Regions from separate parts of the Oryctolagus cuniculus genome. Here region 1 is linked to region 2. Evidence: chromatin contacts called from public Micro-C data. All regions are on one chromosome and are shown on one strand. The core of a region is the stretch at or near the end of the contact, and the rest is flanking DNA. Distances in the headings are between cores, read along the strand shown.

Region 1 (6,667 bases), core at 4,026-6,525, 92 kb after region 2:
GTTCACCAAGTTTTGACATCTCTGGACACTAGAAGAGATGTGTGTGTGTGTGTGTGTGTGCGCACGCACACACTTCGTTGATGATTACAAAATAAACTAAATGATACAAGATGACTTTGGTACAGGAAGTCTCAGCCATCCAACGAATGAGTCATTCCGCACAGCCTGGTTTTCTGAATTGGTAAGAGCTTTACACACCAAAACAGCTTTGGAGGTTAATTATCTTGGGTGTAAATATTTTCAAAGTTTATTGTAACATTTCCCTGCCTTCTTAAAGACTGTGTCCAAAAATGTATCCTTTTCATGTTTCCATGTTATTACTGGTAAGTAGTAATTACTGGTTTCTGTTACCACACAGTGATGTCCACAGGGTCAACCAAGGTTCCTACCAATGTTCCCCAGCCTCCAGTGCTTCTGCCCCCAGTTTTTGTGTCTGAAGTTATAGCTTTCCTGTGTCTGTCCTCGTTTGTGGGCTATCAGGAATCCTGCTTCACTGCTGGTTACAGCAGTCTAAATGTGCTACCCCTAACACACTGTAGATTTCTTTTAATTAAAAATAAATTTAGGGGACTGGCATTTGGTGTAGCAGTGAAGCTACCACTTGAGATGCCCACATCCCATAAAGGAGTGCCTGGGTTCCAGTCCCAGCTCCACTCTTACTTCCGACTTCCTGCTACTGTGTATCCTGGGAGGCAGCAGGTGATGGTTCAAATACTTGGGGCCCTCCACCCACGTGGGAGACTCTGAGTTTCCAGCTACTGACTCTGAGCCAGGCCTTGTCCAGTCCTGGTTGCTGCAGCCATTTGTGGAGTGAACCACTAGTGGACAGGAGATCTGTCTCTGTCTCTGTGTCTGTCTCTCTCTCTCCCCACTCCCCTCCATCTTTCCCTCCCTCTCAAGCAAACAATTTTTTAAGTCAGACTCGTGTCTAAAGTCAGAGTCTGAGAGAGGGCCTGAAGTATTCTCCAGGACTTTGGTGCCGTCCCTTCTGGCTGCCAAGTGGACATTTCCCCACCCCCCTTCCTGGTTCTTGGCTGATTCCTGACTCGGACAAGGAAGGCCACACTACAGACTCAGCTACGTGAAGACAAATCATGATGCTTTTGATGATCCTCATACTTTAAAAGTAAACCCAACCACCACAGGTCCTCCCTGATGAATTTCTGTTTGAGCCATAGCAAACAAGTACAAAGGTTTCCATGCAAGTTGAAAGATCAATCCAGGGGCCAGCACTCTGCCAACATCCCATGTGGATGCCAGCTTAGGTCTCTTCCAATCCAGCTCCCTGCTAGCACGCCTGGAAATACAGCAGAAGTTGGCCCAAGTGTGTGCGCCCTTGCCCCCCTGTGGGAGACCTGAATGGAGTTCCCAGCTCCTGGCTTCACCGAGAGCCAGCTCTGGCCACTAGGGCCATTTGGAGAGTGAGCCAGTGGATGGAAGAACTCTCTTTTTGAGTAAGCCTGCCTTCCAAGTAAATAAACCTTAAGAAAAAACAATCGAGAACATGATCTTACGCAATGGTTCTATATCCTAGACATGTGCATGACATAGCAGCATGGATAAGTAGTGTCATATTCAAAAAAGTACAGAAAACATTTTTTGAGAGAGAAACTTACCCAATGACTTAAAAGTAATTCACAGATATCCAATTTGGGTTACTGGATGACGAGATTTTTAAACGAAACCACTTCTTTCAACACCATACATCCACTGGCGTTACTCCCTAAGCTGACAGCTGCTGTTTGGGGAAAGGCCCTCGCCCTTCCTCCAGGCTCAAAACTGTTGCTGCAACACGGGAATAACCGTCACGTGTGCCAACAGCCCCTAAAGCAGCAAGGCCACGCACACACGGTGAAGAACTGTACAGAATTCCTCCGCATTCTATAACACGCAAAAGTTTATGTAATCCTGTTTGTCAAGCCTGCGAAAGCAAAACCAGGCAGGTGACCCAGGCTAGCGGCGGACACTAAGGAGGAGGCAGCACAGCCAGCAGGTCAGCACTGACTGCAGTTTGCTCCCACCCCCTCAGGAGGAGGCCAGTCCTTCAGCTATTTATAAACGTGGAGCTCAACCAAAGGGGGCCCTGCCACGGACACCCGGGGGTGGCAGCTGGGGGCCCCCAGGCTGGGGCTGAATGAGCTCTCCCTCTGGGTGGCCATCCGTACTTGGCAGTGCGCGGGGCCTTGGGTGCAGTCCTGTCTGGTCAGGAAAAGGCCTGTGAGAATTTCCAGCAGGCACTTCCACCCTGGGATTCTATATATGGAAGCATCCCATTCTAGGGTTTTCAGCATCACACCAGGAGCAGCGCCATGCCGGAGAGGGGGAGGGGAGGGGAGGGGAGGAGGAGGCCGGCTCTCAGCCTGCGCCCGCCCGCCAGGCGCTCTCCCTTTAGTGTCCCGCGGGCCCTGCCGCCCAGGACCAGACCGTATCACCAAATGGCAGCCCAGCGCTCCGCCGAGCCCGCGAGGCTCTCAGCCCTAACACGGAACAGCTGGAAGAGGACCCTGCATTCTCCTCCCTGCACAGACACTGGGGGCTGCCTGCGCCCCCCACCCAGGGCAGCCCTCGCCCCCTCCCCCAGGACAGAGTTTCAGTCTGTCACGAGCCGAGCCGTGCAAGCAAAACGTCAAGCTGTGTGCACTTTCCACACTAGTTGGGATGTCTGCAAATGCCAGCAGGGTAGCAGGAGGTAATTCTGCTCCGGAAAGTTTCCGAAGGAGACCTAAGGAGGAACCCGACCCCTGCCTGCTCTCTCCCCGACCCCCCTTCCATAAGCTCCGCGTGGGGCCCACCAGGACCGGCAGGTGTAACCGCAGCGCAGCCCGCTGCAGGTGCCATCCTAGCCGTGCGTAGTGTCCCCTGCACAGTTCCTGAAGCCGAAGCTCTCAACAAGAATTCCACGGCGGGGTGTTTTGTTTTTTTTTTTTGGGGGGGGGGCGCGTAACAACACTGGATTGTCCTCCCTTCTCCAAGCTCGGCTCCCAGAGGGCAGCCCCCGGCCGGCTTTTTTCACGTGTTGCTGAAATCCAGCGAGCCACGCTGCCCAAAAGAGAGGGGGGAAAAAAGCCCAGAAAATCCAGACTCTACGTGACCTGACTTACTTATTTCTCAGGAAGCTGCATGAGAGAAAAATCAATCATTCATGCTACCGTGGCGACCACACGGAAGGGACCCAGGAGTGCCCGACGCGGCCGCAGGAGGGGGCAGGTGCCGGGGGCTCGCCGCGGGGGGAGGGGGGAGGGTCTCCGCGCGGGCCGCGGCCCGGGAGCGGGGAGGGGAGGGGGGCGGCGGGCGGGACAGCGGCGGCCGCGCACTTACCCGGGCTGTTGGCCTCGCCCTCGAGGACGTGCAGCTCGGCGCAGTCGGCCAGCGAGTGCTCCAGGCAGAGCTGGAGGAAGCGGGCCTGGGTCTGGCTCACGCGCTTGAGCAGCGACAGCAGCGCAACAGTCTGCTCGCACTCGTTCCAGCCCTTAAACCAGCCCGCCAGCACCCCGACCTGGTCGCGAAACATCATGGTTCGGGAGCCGCGCTCGCTCGGCAGAGCCCCCCTGGCGCCCCCGTGCGCGCGGCGCGGCCCGGCCCGGCCCGAAGTTTGGCGGCGCCGCAGCCGCGCGGCCGCGGGAGACGCGTGCCCGTTCCAAGGTGGCTCGGGCGCCGCACGCTGCAGGTACTGCCTCCGCGCCGCCCCTCTCCGCCGGTCTCGGCTGCGTTCCGGTGGGGCTGGCTGGCTGCCCCGGAGACGGCGACGGACGGTGGCGCGGAAATGTTTCTTTTTTTATATATTTTTTTAAAAAATGATTTTCTTGCTTTTTTAAAAAAAATCTCTCTCAAGGCACACAACTGAATGAAGAATGCTCTTTCCCCCTTCTCGCGGCTTCGCGGTGGTGGTTTCCGGCGTCCCGGGGTCTCCTCCCCCGCTGGGCGGCAGCGCGGACCCTTCACGCCCGCATTCCCGAGCGGCGATCACCACTGGAAGGAGAGGGAGAGCTGCAGTGAGACCTCGGCCAGCCCCGGAGCGCGCCGGGGGGCGAGCGCTCGGAGGGGCCGGCGCGGGGGCGCCCGCGGAGGCGGCTCGCCCGGATTCCAGCGTCCCCTCGCGCCCGGATGCGGGCGACGGGCTATTCCCGCCCGGGGGGGTGGCGCGGAGCCTCCTTCCCAGCTGCGGGAGGAGACCCCGCGGCTCCCTGTTGCTGCCGCGGCGAACGGCTGAAGCTGCGCGCACGCCGCGCCCGGGCGGCCTCCGGCTGTGCCTGCGAACGCCGGCACCAGCAACAGATCTTCCCCGCGCACAAAACTTGCACTGCGGCTGAGGAGGGGCGCGGGCGTGGGGGCGAGGGCTAATGCGAAGCAGAGGCGGAGGCAGCGGCAGCCCGGGTTCCTTCCTCCTCCTCCTCCTCCTCCTCCTCCCACTCCTCCTCCTCCTCTTCCCGGAGAAGCAGCCGAGCGGCTGCAGCTCCATCTACAGCAACAGCCAGCATCTCCACCGCCAGGCGCCCCTCTGGATTTAGGCCGTGAGCAGCCGCGGCAGCAGCTCGAGACAAAAATAAACTCTCCCCACCCAGAGCTGCGCGCCCAGCGGGCGGCAGCGCAGCCTGGAGCCCGGGCTCCCCCGCGCCGCGCCGCGCCAGCCCAGCCGGGCGGTCTCCCGGGCCTGCTCGGTCCGGAGCGGCCGGGTGCGTGCGTGCGTGTGCGTGTGTGCACGCGCGTGTGTGCTTCGGGCACTCTGCCCCGCCGTCGCCGACGGGCGGAGCTGTCCGGCCCAGAGCCTAGCCCTCGCGTCCCAGGCCGAAGGCGGCGTGGCCCCAGGCGCACGCCCCGCGCCCACAGCCCGTGCCCGCACTACTGCTTCCCCGGGCGGCCCGGCCGGGAATGTGGAGCACAGCCGTCGGCACACGCCCCCCAACGACAGCAAAAAGTTCGGTTTCGGGGGTTCCCCCAGTCCTCTCTTTGGATCTGGCGGCGGTGGCGCGGGTGGCGGGGAGGAGAGCCCCAGCGGCTGTGCTCTCGAGGGGTGCCCGGCGCCCAGCATCCCGCCTCCCGGCTCCCCCAACTTCTCCAGCGGAAGGGGACCATCCCGCGACTCCCCAGCGACCAGAGGGTCTGCCCGCTGCGGGCGGCAGAGAGAGGGCGCTCACCTTGGCGCGGCTCATCCCGGCGGCTCGGGGTGCCACGCGCGGGTCCGGGGCCGCGGCGGCACTCAGCGGGGCTGGGCGCGCCCGGTGTGCGGGCCGCGGGCCATGCCGTCGGGGCGGGCGGCGCGGGGAGAGTGCGGCGCGGCGGGGCGCGGGCGCGGGCGCTGCCGCGGCCGCTGCTGCTGCCTCCGGCGTCGGCTGGCGGAGGACTGAGCCGCCCGAGCCGGAGCTCCCCACATGCTACTGATTAACATACACCATTACATCATGGGCTTGGCAGGGAGCGCCCGAGCGGGGGGGAGAGGAACCCGGGCGGCGGCGCGGCTCGCGGGGGGAGTCGGGGGAGGATCCCCGGGCCCGGCGGGCGGCGAGGGGGAGGCGGATTCCTGAGGGGGGGGTGACGAGGAAGGGGGAGGGGCGGGTGGGAGGAGTCGGACGGCGCGAGGGGTCGGGCTGCAGGAATCGCCTGGCGCAGCGCTCAAGTTTGGAGAAGGGGGCGGGCGAATTCCTACCCTCTGCCGCCTGCGTGTGCTGGAGGGGTCGGGGCGCTGGAGCCATAGGAGGGGCCTGGAGCCGGGGTGGTGCTGCCCCCCACCCCCACCCCTCACCACCGCTGCTCGTCCTTGGGAACCTGACTGTTCAACCCCCGTGACCCCTCGGCCTTGCTGGGGCTCGGAGGTGGCTCAGCGGCGTGGCCCGCGGGCGGCCGACACACGGGGTCCCTGCCGCTGGGGGCCTGGATGGGTGCCGAGGGTGGCACACGCGAAGGGTGGAGGAGGGCGCGCGGCCGCGGCCGGCCCTGTCCGAGGAGCGCCACAAGTGCCCGTGCCGCACCCTGCCACGGCCCCCTTGGGTGCTAGGGGCCTTTTGCACCATCTGGGCGCCCCCTCCCGGCCTCGTTCTCCTTGGGGAGCCGGCCGGACCTCTGGGACCCGCCCGGGAGCTGTGCCTGGCCCGCGAGCTGCGACTTGGAGCCTGGAGCACAGGCGATCGCCGCCCCGGGCGGCCGCGAGGAAGAGGCCAGGCCACCTGTCGGGGTGGCGGGGCCCGGCTGCCTTGACCTGGATCTGCGGCGTGCGCGGAGCCCAGCCCAGGCCGGGGGCTTCAGGGTCTCCGGCGAGAGCGGAGAGGCGCGCGGGGACGTGAGGGCGGCCGCAACACCCCTCCCGCTGGTCTTGGAAATAGAGCACTGGTTTAGAAGTCCCTAAAACCTGTACGTCGCTGTGCCGTCTAATGGGAGGGGATGATCCGCAAGGAGGACCTTCGGGCCGAATGGTGCTGCCTCGGGGCCGTCTGAGGAGACGCCGGGCTGTGTTTGGCAGGAGTTCCCGCCTCGCGCCGGCGCGGGGTCCCGAACACTGGGTGCGTGACTAGGCTCCTTCCGCCCGGTCCCGCGGCGTCCACCGCCGGCCCGCGCCCGTGGAGGCGCTACGCTGTCTTCCTCCCCTCGTCAGCCCGAGTCTCTGCGGCGAGCGGACGGTGACGGACGCGCCCCCGAGCCCGCCTTTCTGTCAGGGCGTTGACAGGTGCCGCGG
Region 2 (7,114 bases), core at 395-2,894:
CTCCATCTTTGGCGATCAAGAGGCACACTTAGGAGCCCCGCACTCTAAAGGACTTGAACCTGGACAGCATTCGAGAAGACGCGCAGTGGTCAAAGGGTGTGAGCCCTGAGTGGAGCCAGGTGCAGCATCTGTAAGACTTTCTGGCCAAGAAACAGAGTGGTGAGAAGACGGCCCCGAAGCAGGCATGAGGAGAGGGACTCACTGGCACGGTTCTGCCCCTAACCTGCCTTCCAGTCTCGGGGGAAGGTCATTTTCAGGTCTCCCCCTGCCCCCTGCGCAAAATAATCCGGGGGTGGGAGGTGGGGAGGGTGCCAGGAGAGGGAAGCCTCAAAGGCGAAGTGGTGAGGTCGCCCATGGCTGCAGGGCCCACCTAACGCTGGTGAACCCCAGGAACATGTCCCGCCAGGACTCCCCAGGGGGAGCTTCCAACCAGAGACCAAGAACTGGGCCTGTGCAGCACAGAGCGAGAAAGAGAAGGGAGAGAGGAGGGTGAAGGAAGGAAGCAGGAGAGAGGAAACATCGAAAGGCAAAGGCCTAGGGTAAATGGGATCCCAGGAGCATCAAAGAGCCCCTTAGAGCACGGAGGACCCCCGGGACGAGGTGCACAGCACGCGGTGGCGAGGAGGAAAGATGCGAAGGGCCGGAAGAGGGACCGGGCAGGTGAGCAGAGAAAGAAAACAGCGTGGGGAGATGGGGCTGACGCTGTGGCTCAGCCGATCAGCCACCGTGTGGGGTGCCTGCAGGGGCTGGGTTTGAGTGGCCCCTCTGCTTCCTGTCCGGCTTCCTGCTGATGTGTTCCCTAGGAGGCAGCAAATGATGGCTCAAGTGCTCGGTCCCCGCCCCTCCTGTGGGAGACTTGGAAGGAGGGTCTGGCTCCTGGCTTCAGCCTGGCCCAGCTGTGGCTGCTATGGGTATTCGGAAAATGAACCAGCAGGTGGAACATTGTCTGCTTCTCTCTCTCCCTCTCTCTGCCTTCCAATAAATAAGTAAATAAACATTAAACAAAAAAAAAAAAAGGGGGGGTGGGGGAGCCAAGATAGAACAAAAAGAAACAATCAGGACCCCCTCCTCTCATTTGAAACAGAAATAGGATTTCTTCCTTCTCCCACCTTCCATTCACCAAAAGTCACCAGATGTGGGTCCCCTGGCATCCTGCCAGCTCTCGCTGGGAGGAGTCTGAGCTAGAGAAAACCCGCCCTCTGAATGAGAACAAGGCAGCCGCACTTCCCACTGCGCGAACACAGATGCGGCCCATCTGTACGCAGATATGGAAGCAAAGAGCTGCACAAAGCATCCGTAACCTTTCAAAAAAAAAAAAAAAAAAAAAAAAGGCTCCGGGCTAAGCTATCCAGAAATAGAACATTTTGCTTACCAAATAAAAACTAGGTCAATAAGATAATGGACGTGATTTAAATGAAAATCACAGCATTTGTAATGGGCTAAAAATGGTATCAGTGTTACTGCGGAGAAAGAATATAATTAAATATATTTTTAAACAGCAGCTCCCCGCCCCAGTCCTACAAATCCCCGGGCCGGCCACCAGTGCTCCTCCACCTCATCGGAGAGGAATGTGCAGGCAGGCCGCAAGTTAGCCTGAAGAATGCGGCGTTTCCGTACTACTCAGAGGATCCCAAGTGACGCTGGCGCGCTGCATTCTTTCGCTGGTACATCACTGTTATTCATTTATAAAGCAGAGGAATGGAAAGCTTGGAGATCGCCTCACCGGCTCATTCTTTGACCATTTTCACTATGCGGGCAGGGCCAGGGCAAATGCAGCAAGCTCTTGGGACAAGGGACTGGGGGAGAACTCCAGATGCCTGGTGAACAGCAGCCCGCAGGGCCTGAGTGAGGGTAGGAGTTCAGAGAGAAGGCAGAAGTATCCATTTCTGGCTTTCCTTCTACCGCTCGTGGTGGGATGGTGTGGAGATACTCCTAGAGTGTAATTCACCCTCCACACTCGCATTTGGAAAAGGTGGGGCAAGATGAGCCAGATGTGAGGCTTAGACTTCTGGATGGTGAATACAGTTACTGAAGGGGACCATGACATCCCCTAGGTATCTATATAAGACCACATTCAATGAGTCGGTTTCACTATGATGAATCGAAGGCCTTGCCAAATGTGGGAGGCCTTCAGGGGGCAAATAAAAATTAGGATGGGCATTTGGCATGGCAGGAAAGCCATCAGCTAGAACACCCCCATGTCACACCGGGGGGTCTGGATTTGAGTTGCAGCTCTGCTTCCAATTCCAGCTTCCTGCTAATGCACACCCTGGGAGCCACCATGTGATGCTCAAGCACTTGGGTCACAGCACGTGGAAGAAGACACAGTGCGGAAAGACGGGAAGTGGCTACTGTGAGCATCTGGAGCGCGAACCAGTGGCTGCAGATATCTCTGTCTCTAATCTCTGCTTTCTGCCTTTCAAATTAAAAAAAGTCCAATATTACTCCATGATGAATATATTCCAACTGTAGAACATACATGACAGTAAATTTAAAAGTTTGGGGAGAAACTGAATTAAAAGATGTTACTTTGATACAAATGATTCATGAAACTCATGAATAGTTTTTTTCTTAATATACATCTTCCATGAACTTTTTGAAGTACTTTTATAAATACAGTATCCCTTTACTAAAGGAAATTGCATCAATATTCATATTATAGAAATCTAAGAATAAGATATTAGCAAGATACCAATAAATATTAATCATTCAGATGAGGTTATTTTCAAAATCTCTTATGAGTAATACATATTTACTGGTAAGTTATTGAAAAGAATTAACTCTGTAAAATGTTTAAATTCCAATATACCAGACATCAGAAAAAGTAAAGTTACCTCCCGTGAAGCACATCTGTTACATGACAATGGAGACAGCAGAGAAGCAGGGATCTTACTCTTTGAAAGGACTAACGCGAGCTGCTGCACTCCCCCAGTGTGTTACTCTGTGTGGTAGCACTAAGTCAATGCAGACATCACCTCCTCCTGCCTTTGAACATGGCCATGTCAGCGAAGAGCGACAGCAGCATCCCTCATCACAGAGCCTGGGTTCAACTCCCAGCTCTGGCTCCTGACTCCAGCTTCCTGCTAACGCAACCCTGGGAGGCAGCAGTGATGGCTCAAGTGACTGGGTCCCTCCCATCACATGGAAGACCTGGATTGAGTTCCTAGCTCCTAATTTCATCCTGGCCCCATGCCAGCGGTTGTAGGTATTTAGGGATTGAACCAGCAGGTGGGAACTCTCTGCCTCTCAAAAAAAATTGTTTCAATAAGCAGCAAGTTGACAGATACCACAACCACAAGTCCCTTCTGTCAGGGACATAACATTCCGGTGCTTTGAATCAGGTGAGGCAAGTCGCCACAACAGGTCTTGAAGACCTCTACACCAAGAAAAAGGCCTAAAAGTTTAGGCTAATCAGAGCCCCTCCTAACATGCCTGGGCTGTTTGTATGTATCACCAGGGCTGCTAAATCCTAGTAAAAAACAAACAAACAAACAAAAAAACCTGTGTGCCAAGGCTCACTGAAGACTGGGTAACCTCCAGAAAGAGCGAGGTGCCCTATTTCCTGAAAGAGCAGCCCTCAGTTGATTTATGTATTGTTTTAACTCTAACCTCCGGTGACCTCAGTTTAGAGATTCTGATAGGGGTGAAGTAAAAGGTCTAAAAGGGCCGGCGCCGCGGCTCACTAGGCTAATCCTCCGCCTAGCGGCGCCGGCACACTGGGTTCTAGTCCCGGACGGGCACCGGATTCTGTCCCGGTTGCCCCTCTTCCAGGCCAGCTCTCTGCTGTGTCCAGGGAGTGCAGTGGAGGATGGCCCAAGTGCTTGGGCCCTGCACCTGCATGGGAGACCAGGAAAAGCACCTGGCTCCTGGCTCCTGCCATCGGATCAGCGTGGCGGCCATTGGAGGGTGAACCAACGGCAAAGGAAGACCTTTCTCTCTGTCTCTCTCTCTCTCACTGTCCACTCTGCCTGTCAAAAAAAAAAAAAAGGTCTAAAAGGTCAAGCAAGTAAAGAACGTTAAAAGAATGTTCTGAACAAGCACAAGACAGAGGGACAGAGGGCCCGCCTCTGTTCTTGGGGCCAGTGGGGGGAAAATAGATTATTTATAGAGGCAGGGAAGCAAGATGACAAAATAAGCTCTTGACAAAGAGGATAAAAGCTTATGTTGAGGAAAGCTTGGTGGGAGGAAGTGACATCAGAGTCATTCGCACTGTCGTAGGATAAACTTGATCAAGCAGTCACTCTGGCATATTTTGGCTTCCCAGCAAGGAAGAACTGATTGGGGGCTGGGAAAAACTGGTGCTTCTGGGGAAGGAGAAACAGCTGCTTGAGCCTGCATGTGGCAAGGAAGTCCTCTTCCCTACACGGGCCACAGGGCGGAACTAAGTCCTGTGCCAGAAGCTACCATATCATAAGATAGCAACAGGACAGAAGTAAGCCACTACCAATGAATGCCCTGAGACCTCCAACAACGGGACCACGCCAGCAAGTATGAGAAAGGAAAAATCCACTAGCCAATAACATGGCTCAAAGAAGGAATTCTGATTTTCTCTTTTTAAACCACCATCAGTACAGGTTCAAGAGGTACAGGTAAATCAATACATGGTGTAATGGTTATCTGTAAACAACATGTAGACCTATTCCAAGTCTTTATCAGTCACCAACAAGGTGAGTCTGATTGATTTAATTCACCTTCCTTCACTTCTGTTGACTTTGTCAAGTGAGGGTCAGTGAGCTAAAAAGAGGAGATAAATGGGAAGACAAGAAAATTCTCCCTGGCCAGTCATTTGGAAGTAGGAGTTCTTCCTAACCCCTCACTGTATTGTCAATTGGGATATTGTAGTCAGTAGCAGTAAAGGAAAATTTTGGTTTCTCCAAAGTAAGCATTCTTATGGCTGAATGTCTAAATAGAATAGATGAATACAAACATAGCCAAACTGGTCATTTTAATAGAAAAATATTAAATATGACATGTAAATAGAAAGACTACATTCATAAAAGCAAGCATGACAAATTCTTACAGGCAAATGAGAAAAAGTTAAAAAAAAATCCTGCCCTCTAAAATAATCTTTTTTTCAGCATATAATTCTCCTAAATTCTGACATTTATGCTTGCTTGTAAAAACAATTTAAGTCAACACTTTCCACTCCGTTATTCAACCCTGGAGCATGCAGTTTTGATTAAATGGCCCCCAAATGCTTTCTTTTTCTTTTAAAGGTTTATTTATTTATTTGAAAGTCAGAGTTACACACACACACACACACACACACAAAGAGAGAGAGAGAGAGAGAGAGAGGTCTTCCATCTGCTGGTTCACCCCCTAGTTGGCTGCAACAGCTGGAGCTGAGCCAATCTGAAGCCAGAAGCCAGGAGCTTCTTCCTAGTCTCCCACATGGGTGCAGGGGCCCAAGGACTTGGGCCATCTTCTACTGCTTTCCCAGGCCATAGCAGAGAGCTGGATCGGAAGTGGAGCAGCCGGGGCTTGAACCAGCACCCATAAGGGATGCCGGCACTGCAGGCGGCAGCTTTACCTGCTATACCATAGCACTGGCCCCAAATACTTTCATGCACAAGGAACAGGCACCAGTTGACCAAGTCATCATGCAGTGTGACTTTCACCCAGTGACTAATGGCCACCACACTAAGCCTCAAGTTTTCACTCACTCGTCCTTTCCCCATCCTCCTCCCTTCTTTGAGGACTACACCAAAGCCTCCTACTGTGGGCTCTCCCCGGTCATCACTATCTGCCATAGTTTTGGCTACTAGCTTAGTGTTCCCCCAAAGGCCCATGTGTTAAAGGCTTGCCCCCCCACCCTTAGCCGGCCCGCGGCTCAATAGGCTAATCCTCTGCCTGCGGCACCGGCACCCCGGGTTCTAGTCCTGGTTGGGGCACTGGATTCTGTCCCGGTTGCTCCTCTTCCAGTCCAGCTCTCTGCTGTGACCTGGGAGTGCAGTGGAGGATGGCCCAAGTGCTTGGGCCCTGCACCTGCATGGGAGACCAGGAGAAGCACCTGGTCCTGGCCGCAGCGGCCATTGGGGGGTGAACCAATGGAAAAGGAAGACCTCTCTCTCTGTCTCTCTCTCTCGCTGTCCACTCTGCCTGTCAACATAAATAAATAAATAAATAAATAAATAAATAAATAAAAATAAAGGCTTGGCCCCCAAAGTCTTATGTTAATGAGTAGTGTATTAAGGGATTCTTGATCCAGTTATGACTGGCGTCTAGGAGGCAGGCCCAGTAGGAGGTGTTCAGTCACTAGGCAGGCAGTTCTCGTGAGCTTCTCCTTCTCTTCTGGCTCCTCCCTTTTCTTCAAAACCTTAGTAAACCACAACTCACCAAATCACGAAACAACTCCAGGACCATATGTTCAGCTACCTACTTGGCAGCCTCACCAGAATGTCTAACAGGCACACCTGATTTTATACGTTCAAATCTTGGTACACATTCAGTAAACCAATGAATGATACCACTCAATTGCTCAGGCAAAACCTTGCAATCCCCCTCAACTTTCCTCTTTCTCTCAAACCACACATTTCACCCAACAACAAATTCTGTTGATGCTACTTTTAAAATATATTTCCAGAACCCAGCCACTTGTCTCCATACCCACCATTGCTTTCCTGGCCCAAGCCATGGTATCTCCTGCCCTGCTTCCTGGATCAACCTCACTAAGCTCCCAGCTTCTTCTCTTACTCCTTTGGGAGAGTCTACTTTACACTGCACTCAAAGTAATCATTTACAAAGTTAATAAAACTCTTCCATTCTGCTTCTCAAACCTTCCAAGTGTTTCTCCTCACACTTAAAATATAATACGAAGCTTTATGTGGCCTGTACTGAACCTAGTAGCACCATAGCCTATAAGGCTACTTCTGCCACTTGGTTTCCCACCATACTTTACTGGACTCACTCCCTTCTAGTCACATTGATTTTCCTACTATTTTTTAAATAATTAATTAATTTGAGAGTTGGAGACATACAGTGAAGGCAAGCTCCCATCCACTGGTTCACTCCTCAAATGTTCACAATGCCCAGGGCTAGGCTGGGGCCAAGGCCAGGATCCAGGAACGCAATCCAGGTCTCTCACCTGGGAGGCAAGATCCCAGCCACTTGAGCC

Evidence for each region. Hi-C and Micro-C count contacts between places; a contact is called where the count stands out from the background.
Region 1: a contact with region 2 is called in a Micro-C map of ear pinna, with 3 times the contacts expected there. The contact joins the promoter of SAMD4A here to the enhancer-like site in region 2. A contact is called at or near these places in 3 of 6 Hi-C or Micro-C datasets (ear pinna, psoas muscle and skin fibroblasts).

What each region holds. Positions count from the first base shown.
Region 1 is chr12:21,907,203-21,913,869 of mOryCun1.1, forward strand. SAMD4A (sterile alpha motif domain containing 4A) reads right to left here and starts at 5,276. Exons shown (of 12, transcript XM_051822872.2): 1 at 5,136-5,276; 2 at 3,319-3,969. The coding sequence starts at 3,514.
Region 2 is chr12:21,818,992-21,826,105 of mOryCun1.1, forward strand. The region is part of intron 2 of SAMD4A (sterile alpha motif domain containing 4A); the gene reads right to left. Among named protein-coding and RNA genes, the nearest start is that of SAMD4A, 90 kb to the right of the region's middle. Within about 2 kb of position 1,645, at least 6 of the 8 cell types and tissues checked have an H3K27ac peak or open chromatin away from gene starts, as enhancers often do. A contact at or near this core is called in ear pinna, where this site is marked.